Linked DNA regions of Zea mays: region 1 is linked to region 2. A link is a contact called in public Hi-C data. All regions are on one chromosome and are shown on one strand. Each heading gives the region's core, a stretch centred on a gene start, on an enhancer-like site or on the middle of the called end of the contact. The rest is flanking DNA. Distances are from core to core; before and after follow the strand shown. Region 1 holds the start of LOC100384159 (Coatomer subunit beta-1). Region 2 holds the start of LOC100272522.

Region 1 (6,140 bases), core at 2,467-4,966, 250 kb after region 2:
TGTGAGCTCAAGTTGTGGCTTTGTGTGCGTGATTGTGCTCGTGCTTTGAGTCTTGTGTGTATTGCTCTTCCCACACTTACTTCCGTGCTTCTTTGTGATCATCAATTGTAAGGGCTTGAGGCTCCAAGTTGTGGAGATTCCTCGCAAACGGGAGAGAGTATAAGAAAGAAAAATATCGTGGTATTCAAGTTGATCATTGGATCACTTGAGAGGGGTTGAGTGCAACCCTCGTCCATTGGGACGCCACAACGTGGAGTAGGCAAGTGCTATACTTGGCCGAACCACAAGATAAATCACCGTGTCTCTTGTGCTTATTTTCTTTGTGACTATTGTGTTTCACAAGAGCTCGGTCCTTAGCCACTTGATTCCATTGTGCTAACACTTAACCAAGTCTTGTGGCTACAAGTATTTGATTTTTACAGGATCACCTATTCACCCCCCTCTAGGTGCTCTCACTGCTAATGATGATGTCATGCTTGGTGCTGATGCTACGGCGAACCTTCGAAGCATCATGGTGCAGCGTGTTCTTAGTTCTCAGCCTGAATCATCAGAGAAGCAGCAACACCATAATTTGTTCCAGACTTTCTTCTCCATCGAGAATCGGCGTGCACGTGTTATTATTGATGGTGGAAGCTGCAATAATTTGGTGAGTTCAGATTTGGTCAAGAAGCTTGGCTTGACCACACGTCCATGGCCACATCCATACCACATTCAGTGGATCAATGATTCAGGCAAGGTTAAGGTAACACACATGGTACGAGTGCATTTCTCCATTGGTATGTATTCTGATTATGCGGATTGCGATGTAGTACTTATGGAAGCTTGTTCTCTTTTGTTGGGTAGACCTTGGGAATATGATACTGATGCATGTCACCATGGTAGGAGTAATACATACACTTTTAGGCATAAAGATAAAAACATTACTTTGCTACCTTTGACTCTTACTGAAATTGTACAAGCTGATAAAGATAGAGCTGCAAGTACCCATAAGGAACCAACTAATGAGACAGAAATTCAGCAACAAATTAAATTGAAAGCTCCTGTCATGCTTGCTACTAAATCTGATCTTCTTGAAACTCATGCTACTGATGCTTGTTGCTATGCCTTGGTTTGCAAAGATGCTTTCTTTTCTATTGATGATATTGCTAGCACTTTGCCTGCATCTGTGACTAACCTTTTGCAGCAGTTCCGAGATGTTTTCCCTCTAAGTTACCTCCAGGACTTCCTCCCATTCGTGGGATTGAGCACCAGATTGATTTGATTCCTGGAGCGAGCTTGCCCAACCGTGCTGCTGGACCATTTAATATTTCAGATTTAAAGTCATATTTGGGAAAAGAAGATGAGCTTGAGTCGAGGACGACTCCACTTCAAGAGGGGGAGGATGATGAGGACATGGATGTGTTTCCCTCTGAGATACCCCCTCAATTACCACCTGAGTTGCCTCCAGTTTTTCGGGTTAGTCCCACCTTTAACATTTTAGATTTGAAGCCATATATGGGTGACGAAGATGAGATCGAGTTGAGGACGACTCCAATTCAAGAGGAGGATGATGATGAGGACATCACTTCTATACATAGAATGAATGGACCGATAACACGATCGCGTGCACGATAGCTAAATCTCTAGGTACGTTCTACCCTAGTCAATTGTGTTTCAGAACTTACGCTTGGGACCATGGATGTTTTGATGATTAGGAACCTTGGAGAGGACGAGCAAGGACTTGGGAAAGGCCTACGTGTTGAGGAGGAGCAGCAAGGGCGCCACAACAAGAAGGAGATCAAGTCCGACTCAGCTGCGACTCCATCTCGGGTTCTAGGACCAGTCTGCACTAAAATGGACGCCCAAGATGCATCCGGACTCCGATTGCGATGGACTTGATATGGTTGGAAAGATAAGGAGATTATCTAACCAACCCAACTGGTTCCACCCTAAAATTCATTCGGAGTCAACGGGAATCGTCGAAACAAATCAGAGTTCAGATTCTATTTTGGTGCTGCGACACCGTCTGTTGGGCCGTTGGGCCGTGTATCGCGTTGGAGCCCATTAGGAGCGAGTCCAGGGGTCACGCATGCCCTAATACTCTATTTATTCAGCAGGCGCCGCCACATTAGGGTTGGGTTTTGCTTAAGTTTAGATCTGTCAAGAACAGTCGCCGTAGATCGGTTTGTGAGACCCCAACTTGTGAGCTTAATCATTCATCCGCAATATTCTAGATTGTGTTCTTTCTTGTTTTTGCTTGTGTCTTCGACTCTCAGGCAGGAATTAGCCCTCGTGGCGAGGTCAATCACGGAGTGCACGATTGATAACCAGAGAAGAAGTGGTGCTGCGATTGTGGGGTTCTTGTCGTGTTGATTGGAAGCCGGATCGTCTGTGTGACATCTCCACCAAATCGATAGTTATCTTCACCTGACGGAAGATCGGGCACCCCCGTTCCTATCACCCCAAGCACAATTTGCACATCAGATGCCCACGTGAGGTAGTTTTGGCCATGCGGGGCCAACACCTCAAATTCACGGCTCACAATACCAGTCATCTACATGTGATAAATTTCATAATTAGATTACTTCTTGTAATCATTTCATAAAATGAAGTGAATAATTGCAAAAATAAATAAATAAATATAATAATAATAATTCAAATAAATGGTGCAATATATAGATTTAATTGCACAAGTAGATAAATTTCTGGTGTTTAACTTTATATTATTTCAGGAAAAATACAGAAAACTGGAATGTATTAGTATGCAATATTAATACAGTTCAATTATAATTTCGTGGAAAAAATACGGAAAACTGAAATGTATTAGTATGCAATATTAATACAGTTCAGTTGACTATCTACAAACGCTTGACGCGTGCGTGCAGTGTGGCAGGAGTTATATGCATAAAAAATCGAGTTAGACGCATGCTGCTGCTTAAAACAGTGGTTCCATCTTGCATGCAACCTCTTCCCCTTCTTTTTTTATAGGAGTTGGTGCTTATACAACCATGCCTTGAGTCTTGGGCCCTAACATGCATGTGGAGGCGCATGCGTTTACATTTTTTTCGTCTAATGCATTTAAAGTGGGCGGTGCACGCGTGTTAGGACTCTTCCTATACCCAACGTCTCCATGCTCCTTTATCTTTCTTTTTTTTAACTTTCTTCTTTGCGCTCGGCTGATGTCTAGTCGAAGCGACTGGCGGCTTTGCATCAGTGGCGCTGCGGTGGTACCAGGCGACTGTGCAACAACGGCGATGTGATGGCTCGTCCGTGCTCGCGTGGCCCATGCGGCGGCAGCCTGCACGCCCACGCCTGTGTGGTTGCAGCGGTGGTTGTGCTCACCTGTGTTCGCGCTTGCCGGAGCAGCGAGGTCACAGAGGATGTGTGCGTTTACGTGTGCGGCGAAGGCATCGATGCTAGTACTATTTCTGTTGCTTGTTTTTTTTCTTCTATCTGTTCTTTCATACACTAAAATAAAATATGTTTATCACACATGATTGATCGATGTGTACATCGGTGATTTTAAATCAGCAGCAATCATGTGTGCATCCCATTGGTTTCGTGCCGACGATAGAATCTGCTAGGGGATGTATTTGTTTGTGCTCGAATAGAGAATAAAAATAGAACTTCTTGAACATAATGCATAAAATATATAAGTTTAGTACCTTTATTTTTTTTACTTCCTTTTCTTGCTCTCCTTTGTAGAGCCAGGTGCTGATAACGTGTTCCGTCCCCCAGATCCGATCCCCCTCCCCTTCCCTCCCTCGAGGAGGCCAGGCCAGATCCACGGGCCTCGCAGATCTGGCGGCCATGGAGAAGGCGTGCACATTGCTAGTGTACTTCGATAAGGGCTCGCCGTCCATGGCGAACGAGATCAAGGCGGAGCTCGAGTCCGGCGACGGACCCGCCAAGGCCGACGCCATGCGCCGCGCCATCTTGCTCCTCCTCAACGGCGAGTCCCTACCGCACCTCTTCATCACCGTCGTCCGCTACGTGCAGTCCTGCGACGACCACGCTGTCCAGAAGCTGCTCCTCCTCTACCTCGAGACCGTCGACAAGCGCAACGCTGCCACGGGAAAGATCCTCCCGGAGATGATCCTCATCTGCCAAAATCTCCGCAACAACCTGCAGAGCCCTAACGAGTACATCCGCGGCGTCACGCTGCGGTTCCTCTGCCGGCTCACCGAGCCCGAGCTGCTCGAGCCGCTCGTCCCCTCCATCCTCGCCAACCTCGAGCACCGACACCACTTCGTGCGCCGCCACGCGCTCTCCGCTATCTCGGCCATCTACAGCCTCCAGCAGGGGGACCAGCTCATCCCCGACGCGCCGGAGCTCGTCGAGCGCGCGCTTGCCTCCGAACAGGACCCCGCCGCGCGCAGGAACGCGTTCCTCATGCTCTTGGCTGCTGGGCAGGACCGCGCCGTGGGCTACCTCTTCAACAACGCCGACCGCGTCGCGGAGTGGCCCGATCTGCTGCAGATGGCCGCCGTCGACCTCATCCGCAAGGTCTGCCGCTCCAAGGGCCGTGCCGACAAGGGCAGGTATATCAGGGTCATCATCTCCCTCCTCTCAGCGTCCAGCGCGGCTGTCGTGTACGAGGGCGCGGGGGCGCTCGTGTCCCTCTCCTCTGCGCCCACGGCTGTGCGGGCCGCCGCCAATACATACTGCCAGCTGCTATCCTCGCAGAGCGACAACAATGTGAAGCTCATCGTCCTGGACCGCCTGCACGAGCTATGCTCCTCTCACAGGGAGGTGATGGTGGATATGGTCATGGATGTGCTGCGCGCGCTCGCTAGCCCCAATGTGGATGTCAGGAGAAAGGTTCTGGATTTAGTCCTGGATCTACTCACCCTGAGAAATGTTGAGGAGGTGGTGCTCTACCTCAAGAAGGAGGTGGTTAAGACACAGGCTGCTGAGGTGAAGGGTGATGAATACCGCCAGATGCTAGTGCAGGCCATCCATAACTGTGCCAAGAAGTACCCAGAGGTGGCTGCATTGGTTGTACACCTTCTCATGGACTTCCTTGGGGATCCTAATGTTGCTGCAGCACTCGATGTTGTTCTATTTGTGCGCGAGATTATAGAGACTAATCCCAAGCTTCGTGTGTCCATGATCCAGAGGCTGATCGACATATTCTATCAGATCCGGGCATCTCATGTCTGCTCTTGTTCTCTCTGGATCCTTGGAGAGTATTCCCTCTCTCTGCCTGAGGTTGAGAGTGCCATTTCTACCATCAAGCAATGCCTTGGGGATCTTCCATTCTACACTGTCTCTGAGGAACGTGAGACAACTGATTCATCTAAGCCATCTCAGCCAGTGGTGAGCTCTGTCACCGTGTCTTCGAGGAGGCCTGCTGTTCTAGCAGATGGAACTTATGCCACACAGAGTGCTGCCACTGAGATTGCTGTTTCAGCTCCTGCTTCAGCTCTTGGGTCCTTGGCTTCCACCCAGAATCTCAGATCTCTCATTCTGTCTGGTGATTTCTTCTTGGCTGCTGTTGTTGCCTGTAGCCTGACCAAGCTTGTGTTAAGGCTGGAGGAGATTCAGCCAGCAAAGGTTGAAGTAAACAAGGTTAGTACTGAAGCCCTGTTGATCATGGTGTCCATCTTGCAGTTGGGACAGTCATCTTATCTCCCACACCCTATTGACAATGACTCATATGATCGGATTGTTCTCTGTGTGAGGCTTCTTTGCAATACTGGTGATGATGTTAGGAAGGTCTGGTTACAGTCTTGCCGCCAGAGCTTTGTCAACATGCTTGCTGAGAAGCAATTTAGGGAGACTGAGGAGATGAAGGCCAAGGCACAGATAACTTATGCCCAACCAGACGATCTTATTGATTTCTATCACCTAAAGAGCAGGAAGGTGAGACTGATATACTTGTCTCTTATTCTTTTTGCTCTGAAACAATATTTGTTCTCTATTGGGTACTGATTGCTAGTTCACATTTTTCTCATTCCATTAGTTCTTGAATTGACAGTCTCAATTAGTGAAGTCATGAACCCATTATTATAGAAGTATTGTGTTTGCTCTGTTTTTCTATTTCATTTGTTCTTTAGACTCTAATGTCGAAGCATATTTGTATAATGTGTATTGGGTCAAGGAATGTGCATATTTCAACAGAATTTCTGTAGAAACTGACATCAATCAACATTTTTCCT
Region 2 (6,115 bases), core at 2,605-5,104:
TTGATAGCATCATAAAACTATTACCTTCAGATAAATCCCCGGGGCCAGATGGTTTTAATACAAATTTCATCAAGAAGTGCTGGCATGTCATTGCCCCCGATTTCTATGATCTGTGTGATAAATTCTTCCATGAGCAGGTTTGCCTCAGAAGTATTAACGGGTCATTCATTGTTTTGATTCCAAAGATAGAGAGTCCTATGAAGGTGGGGGATTACAGGCCAATTTCTCTTCTAAACAATAGTATGAAAATCTTAACGAAGCTGTTGGCAAACCGTCTGCAACCGTTCATGCCCCGGTTAATTCACAAGAATCAGTATGGTTTCATCAAGGGGAGGTCCATTCAAGACTGCTTGGCCTGGGTCTTGGAATATATTCACCTTTGTCACTCCTCAAAAAAAGAGATCATTGTGCTCAAGCTAGATTTCGAGAAAGCCTTTGACATGATTGAGCATGAGTTGATTATCCAGGTCCTGATCCACAAAGGTTTCAGCCCTAAGTGGATCAACTGGATTCGGAGCATCCTTCACTCTGGCACTTCCTCGGTGTTACTTAATGGAGTTCCTGGTAAGCCTTTTCATTGCAGGAGAGGGGTTAGGCAGGGCGACCCTCTTTCACCCCTATTGTTTGTCCTGGCAGCTGACCTTCTTCAGAGCATCATCAATAAAGCCAGGATGCGGAATCTTCTCAAGCTACCTTTGCCGGATATTGGTGAACAGGATTTCCCGATTATTCAATATGCAGACGACACTCTTTTGATTTTGGAAGCATGCCCTAAGCAACTTTTTTTCCTCAAGGCAATCCTCAACTCTTTTGCCTCTTCTACTGGCCTGAAGGTTAACTACAACAAGTCAAATATGTTCCCTATTAACGTGTCTCCGGATAAAATGGTGATCCTGTCCCGAACCTTCAATTGTCAGATTGGCGAGATGCCATTCACCTATCTTGGCTTGCCTTTGGGCCTGGTGAGACCTAGAAAGGAACACTGTCTACCTCTTATTCAAAGGATTCAGAGGAGGCTGTCTTGTTCTTCAAACTTTTTGTCACAGGCTGGGCGCTTGGAATTGGTAAATTCAGTCTTCTCAGCCCTACCAATGTTCTTCATGTGCACGCTCAAGATTCCTAAAACCATCATTAAGGAAATTGATATTTTCAGAAAGCACTGTCTGTGGAGAGGAAATGACATCAACTCCAAGAAGCCACCTTTGATTGCTTGGAATTCGGTCACTCAGAGGAAAGTGAATGGTGGGCTGGGAGTCCTTCGCTTAGAATCACAGAACGAGGCTCTTCTAATTAAATTCTTGCATAAATTTTTCAACCACAGCGACTTACCTTGGGTGCATCTGATCTGGAACAATTACTATCTTTCTCGAGGTCTCCCCGGCAATAGAAGCGTTGGATCTTTCTGGTGGAAGAGCATTGTAAAGCTCCTGCCAAACTTCAAAGGTCTGGCTATCCCAGTTATTGGCAATGGCAGATCAATTTCGTTCTGGGATGATCAGTGGAGTCAGGGCATCCCGAGGCATATTTTTCCAGAGCTTTTTTCCTTTGCCAAAAACTCAAAAATGACTATCAAAGAGGCCAAGGATCAAGAGCAGTTTCATGGTCTTTTTCATTTACCTGTCTCTGATCAAGCGTTTGATCAATTTCTGGTGCTCAAGGGGTCCTGGGAACAAATCGTTCTTAATGATGCTCACGACCGATGGAAGTACATTTGGGGGTCGGACAAATTCTCGTCCCAAAAAGCTTACAGATCTTCCATGGGCCAGATGCAGATTCATCCTATCTACAAACTAGTTTGGAAAAGTAAATGTCAGCCTAAGCATAGAGTCTTCTACTAGCTGTGGCTCAAAAACAGGCTAAACACCAGAAATATGTTGAGAAGGAGAAACATGGAGCTAGATTCCTACTCCTGCGAAAACTGCCTTTGGCAAAGAGAGGAGACCCTTTACCATCTTTTCCTCAGATGCAACTTCGCGAAAGCCTGCTGGAACTCAATTGGCATTACCCCGCCCAGAATTTCTAATCCTGAAGAGGCATCAGTGAACCTCAAGCACCAGCTCAACGTTCCCTTCTCTATGGAGATCATTATCCTTATGACTTGGAGCATCTGGAAAAGTCGAAACGAGTGGCTATTCTCAAACAAGGATCCCTCGGTGCTCCGCTGCACTCAGGAATTTAGTAGAGAATTGCGACTGATCATTCACAGAGCACGGGGGGAATTTGACACCTCAATCCCGAATTGGCTAAGTTTGTGGCAAACATAGGAATAGTTCTTTCTTTTCCTTTTTCTCTTCTTTTTATTGATTGTAAAAGTACCAGGTTCTAACCTTTACTTTTCGCTTTCTAATAAAATGCGCAGTAGGGGTTCCCCCCTCCTGATCCTTCAAAAAAAAAACAATTGCAGTAGGTTAAATTCTGGAAATAGCTTAACAATTCCATCCCGTGCGTCGAAAAAGCTGGTGCTCTTTTGATTGTAGGAAACCAGATATTTCACAAGGCTAAAATTTGTTAGTTGTGTGTGAATATTACCCATGGGTAATCGGATTCAGGTTTCTGCCCGTACCCATACTCACATACCCAACGGAGAAGGAATTTCTCTCAAATCCAAACCCATGGGGATCAAAATCATTCCATAACCTAACCCTAAGGGCTAGTTTAGGAACTCTATTTTCCCACGTTATTTTTATTTTTCCCAAGTAAATTTAGTTCATTTTCTCTTAGGATAAATAGAAATCTATTGGAAAAATAGAATTGTCAAACTAGCTTTAATAGAGTAATTCCCTATAAGTTATTGGGTATCAGATCTCTATTTACACCTCTAGTGAGAGATAAAGTAGTTAAACTACGTAAAATTTAGATTTAAAACTTGGTTAGAACTCAGAAAGAGAAGAATTAACAAGTATCATGATATTAATTGAAGAAAGATGATTTAGGAGTGGTATATTTTTTACCCCTATTCTTAGTAATTGTATTGTTTAGATCCAGATTAAATTCTCCGTAAGTTAGTGGCAGATCTTGATTAATTAAAAGTACCATGGCTACGGTGACTCCGGATTCTAAAAATAAATATTTCACCCAGTCCTTTCGCTTTAGAGCAAAATTCATGGATAGCGTAATCAAACCAGTTGTCCTCTCTGGACGAAGAAAACATGTTAAAGTATTGGCCAAATTGATAGCAGACAGCAGGCCCAGCACCCACCGACTCCCTGAATGAGCGAGGACGCCTCGTAGCTGCCAATGGCCTTTACGTGCCACGTCGGATCCTGGTCAGACTCGTCGGCCGGAGCAGCCACACCCTGCGCGTGCCACCTACTCCCCCTCCTCCCGAAGCAGTGGCCGGCGACTCGGATTCAGATTTTGACCCAGGAAATTTCCTCCCAAAAAGGATTCCAAAAACTAAAATTGATGCTGTAGTACTACTACCTACCACTCTCCTTTTGGTTGTCAATGAATTTGCAGTTGTATTTTAGGAAACTACAAAATATATGAAGGACTTTCAGATCGCATCTTTAATTTTAAAGCAGATTCGATAATATCCACTCGATCAACAACAGCACATGCATTGACTGGAGTACTCTGCTGCATATCTGTTAGTCCGATCTGTGAATGTTCCTGCCGGTGAAGAAACATGCTCTGTGAATGTTCTCGCTCATGGAAAGAGAGATTTTCCGTCAGTCAAATTTGTTAACCTTTAGAATTATGAATGAGATAGATGAAAAAAAAGATTAACGCATCTTATTTTAAGCAAGAGGTATTGCTTCATCGTTCCGTAGTTTCGGATGGGTCTTTTTAAGGCCCTGGCCCGAAGGTCACAATTTCTTGCCCAAAATTTTCGTAGGCTGTCCACCGCACCACCACCCTGCGCGCCGAGCGCACCCCGATCCAGATCCACCCATCCTCCCTCCGGTCTCCGGCGGGCGCCCTCCTCCACGTCCTCACGCGCCTCCGGACGCCAGTGCGCGCGCAGTGAGCATCAACATCAACCCGCCTCTTCTCTCGTCGGTAAGGACGACGGACGGACAGACGGACAGACCTGCTGCTCTTCATTTTCATTCTATTTCGGTTTCGGAGGCGGAACGGCATGAATCTGCTGTATTGTTCGTTGGCCACTACCACGAACCGTCCCTGAACTCCAGAAATCCCTCCTCCGTAGGACCGGCGCGCGCCAGGTGGCGGCGGAGGCGGCAGGCATGAAGCGGGTGTCGTCGCACGTCTCGCTCGCCTCCGAGGCGGAGATCAACCTCGACCTGTCGCGCCTCGTCATCGACAAGCCCAGGTTCACGCTGGAGCGGAAGCGCTCCTTCGACGAGCAGTCGTGGAGCGAGCTCTCCCACCGCCAGAACGACGGCTTCGACAGCGTGCTTCAGTCGCCGGCATTCCCGTCCGGCGGCTTCGACTCGCCCTTCTCCGTCGGCACGCACTTCGGCGGCCCGCACCCGCTCGTCAACGAGGCCTGGGAGGCGCTCAGGAAATCGGTCGTCTACTTCCGGGAACAGCCCGTCGGCACCATTGCTGCCGTCGATCATGCGTCGGAGGAAGTGCTCAACTATGATCAGGTAAATTATTGAATGCGAATCGGGCTTCACTGAACATCAAATTTGTGGAAACAGAGGAACCTTTTTGTTTGTTCTGTTTATGAACGCTGGAATATTAGTGCTTACCTAGTTATTTCCATTGCTCAGTGTATATACTCGTTTCAGGCTATAATTTGATACATGTATCATAATCAATGAATACTATACTTCCATTGTTTTTACTAGCACTTGCAACAAGATTTCAATTTCTGTTCTGTATTTTCTAAGATTACGTGATAAAAAATGTGTTCCGGTAATATGTAACCGTGGAACATTAGCAGTATGGTCTGTAACTGGATTTTTCCTGTTTTTCTATTTCTGGTTACTTCTTAAAGAATTAAGTCTGATGGCGTGCTAAGATTGATTGCTCCCTTATTATTAATTATTTCAGGTTTTTGTGAGGGATTTCGTTCCGAGCGCATTGGCTTTTCTAATGAACAATGAGACTGACATAGTGAAGAATTTTCTCTTGAAAACTCTTCACCTTCAGAGCTCTGAGAAAATGGTAGACCGATTCAAGCTTGGAGCAGGAGCGATGCCAGCAAGTTTCAAGGTGGACCGTAATAAAAACAGAAACACTGAAACCTTAGTCGCTGATTTTGGTGAGAGTGCAATCGGTAGGGTGGCACCGGTTGACTCTGGATTTTGGTGGATCATTCTCCTTCGGGCATATACAAAGTACACCGGAGATGTTAGTTTGTCAGAATCACCTGAATGCCAGAAGTGCATGAGGTTGATACTGAATCTCTGCTTATCTGAAGGATTTGATACTTTTCCAACTCTGCTCTGCACAGATGGCTGCTCAATGATTGATCGTCGAATGGTAGCATCACTTCACCTTTGATCTAATTCATATTTAGATGCATATCTGTAGAAGTAGTACATATCAGCTGAGGTGGCAATAGGATTGGCAGGTTCTGCATGTTCTTCCATAATGAAGGAGCATCCCTGTCTCCTAATTTTCTACTCTACTTTTTAAGTTTTTATGGTAGTCTTACAGCTGCACAAATTCTCATACTACTTGCAACCAAATTTTAATGGCAATCTTGTATAGCCTTTCGGTACCTTGGAGGCAAGAAACACAGTTTTTGCAGAAGTACAAACAGATAATACTGGTAGAAAGTGACAATCTGTAGTATGCCCCTACAAGTTCTCTTGTTGCTTGTTCTACTTTTGAATTACATATTGATTTTAAATGAAGTTTCCTTTTTTATTAATTCTAAATGAAGCTTCCCACCATTGCATGATCGTAATTTCTTCAATTTTCAGGGTATATATGGTTATCCCATTGAGATTCAAGCCCTATTCTATATGGCATTAAGATGTGCTCTCCAAATGCTCAAGCCAGAGGGCGAAGGGAAGGATTTCATAGAGAAGATAGGGCAACGACTACATGCACTAACCTACCACATGAGGAATTACTTCTGGCTAGATTTTCACCAGCTGAATAACATATACAGATACAAAACAGAAGAGTATTCCCACACTGCTGTGAACAAGTTCAATGTAATTCCAGATTCCATTCCTGATTGGGTGTTTGA

The links. Hi-C and Micro-C count contacts between places; a contact is called where the count stands out from the background.
Region 1: a contact with region 2 is called in a Hi-C map of leaf, with 2.9 times the contacts expected there. The contact joins the promoter of LOC100384159 here to the promoter of LOC100272522 in region 2. A contact is called at or near these places in 4 of 25 Hi-C or Micro-C datasets (bundle sheath, ear, endosperm and 1 more).

The regions. Positions count from the first base shown.
Region 1 is chr2:139,932,541-139,938,680 of Zm-B73-REFERENCE-NAM-5.0, forward strand. LOC100384159 (Coatomer subunit beta-1) reads left to right here and starts at 3,717. Exons shown (of 4, transcript NM_001348131.1): 1 at 3,717-5,844. The coding sequence starts at 3,790.
Region 2 is chr2:139,686,545-139,692,659 of Zm-B73-REFERENCE-NAM-5.0, forward strand. LOC100272522 reads left to right here and starts at 3,855. Exons shown (of 5, transcript NM_001353446.1): 1 at 3,855-4,002; 2 at 4,154-4,556; 3 at 4,966-5,397; 4 at 5,844-6,115. The coding sequence starts at 4,191.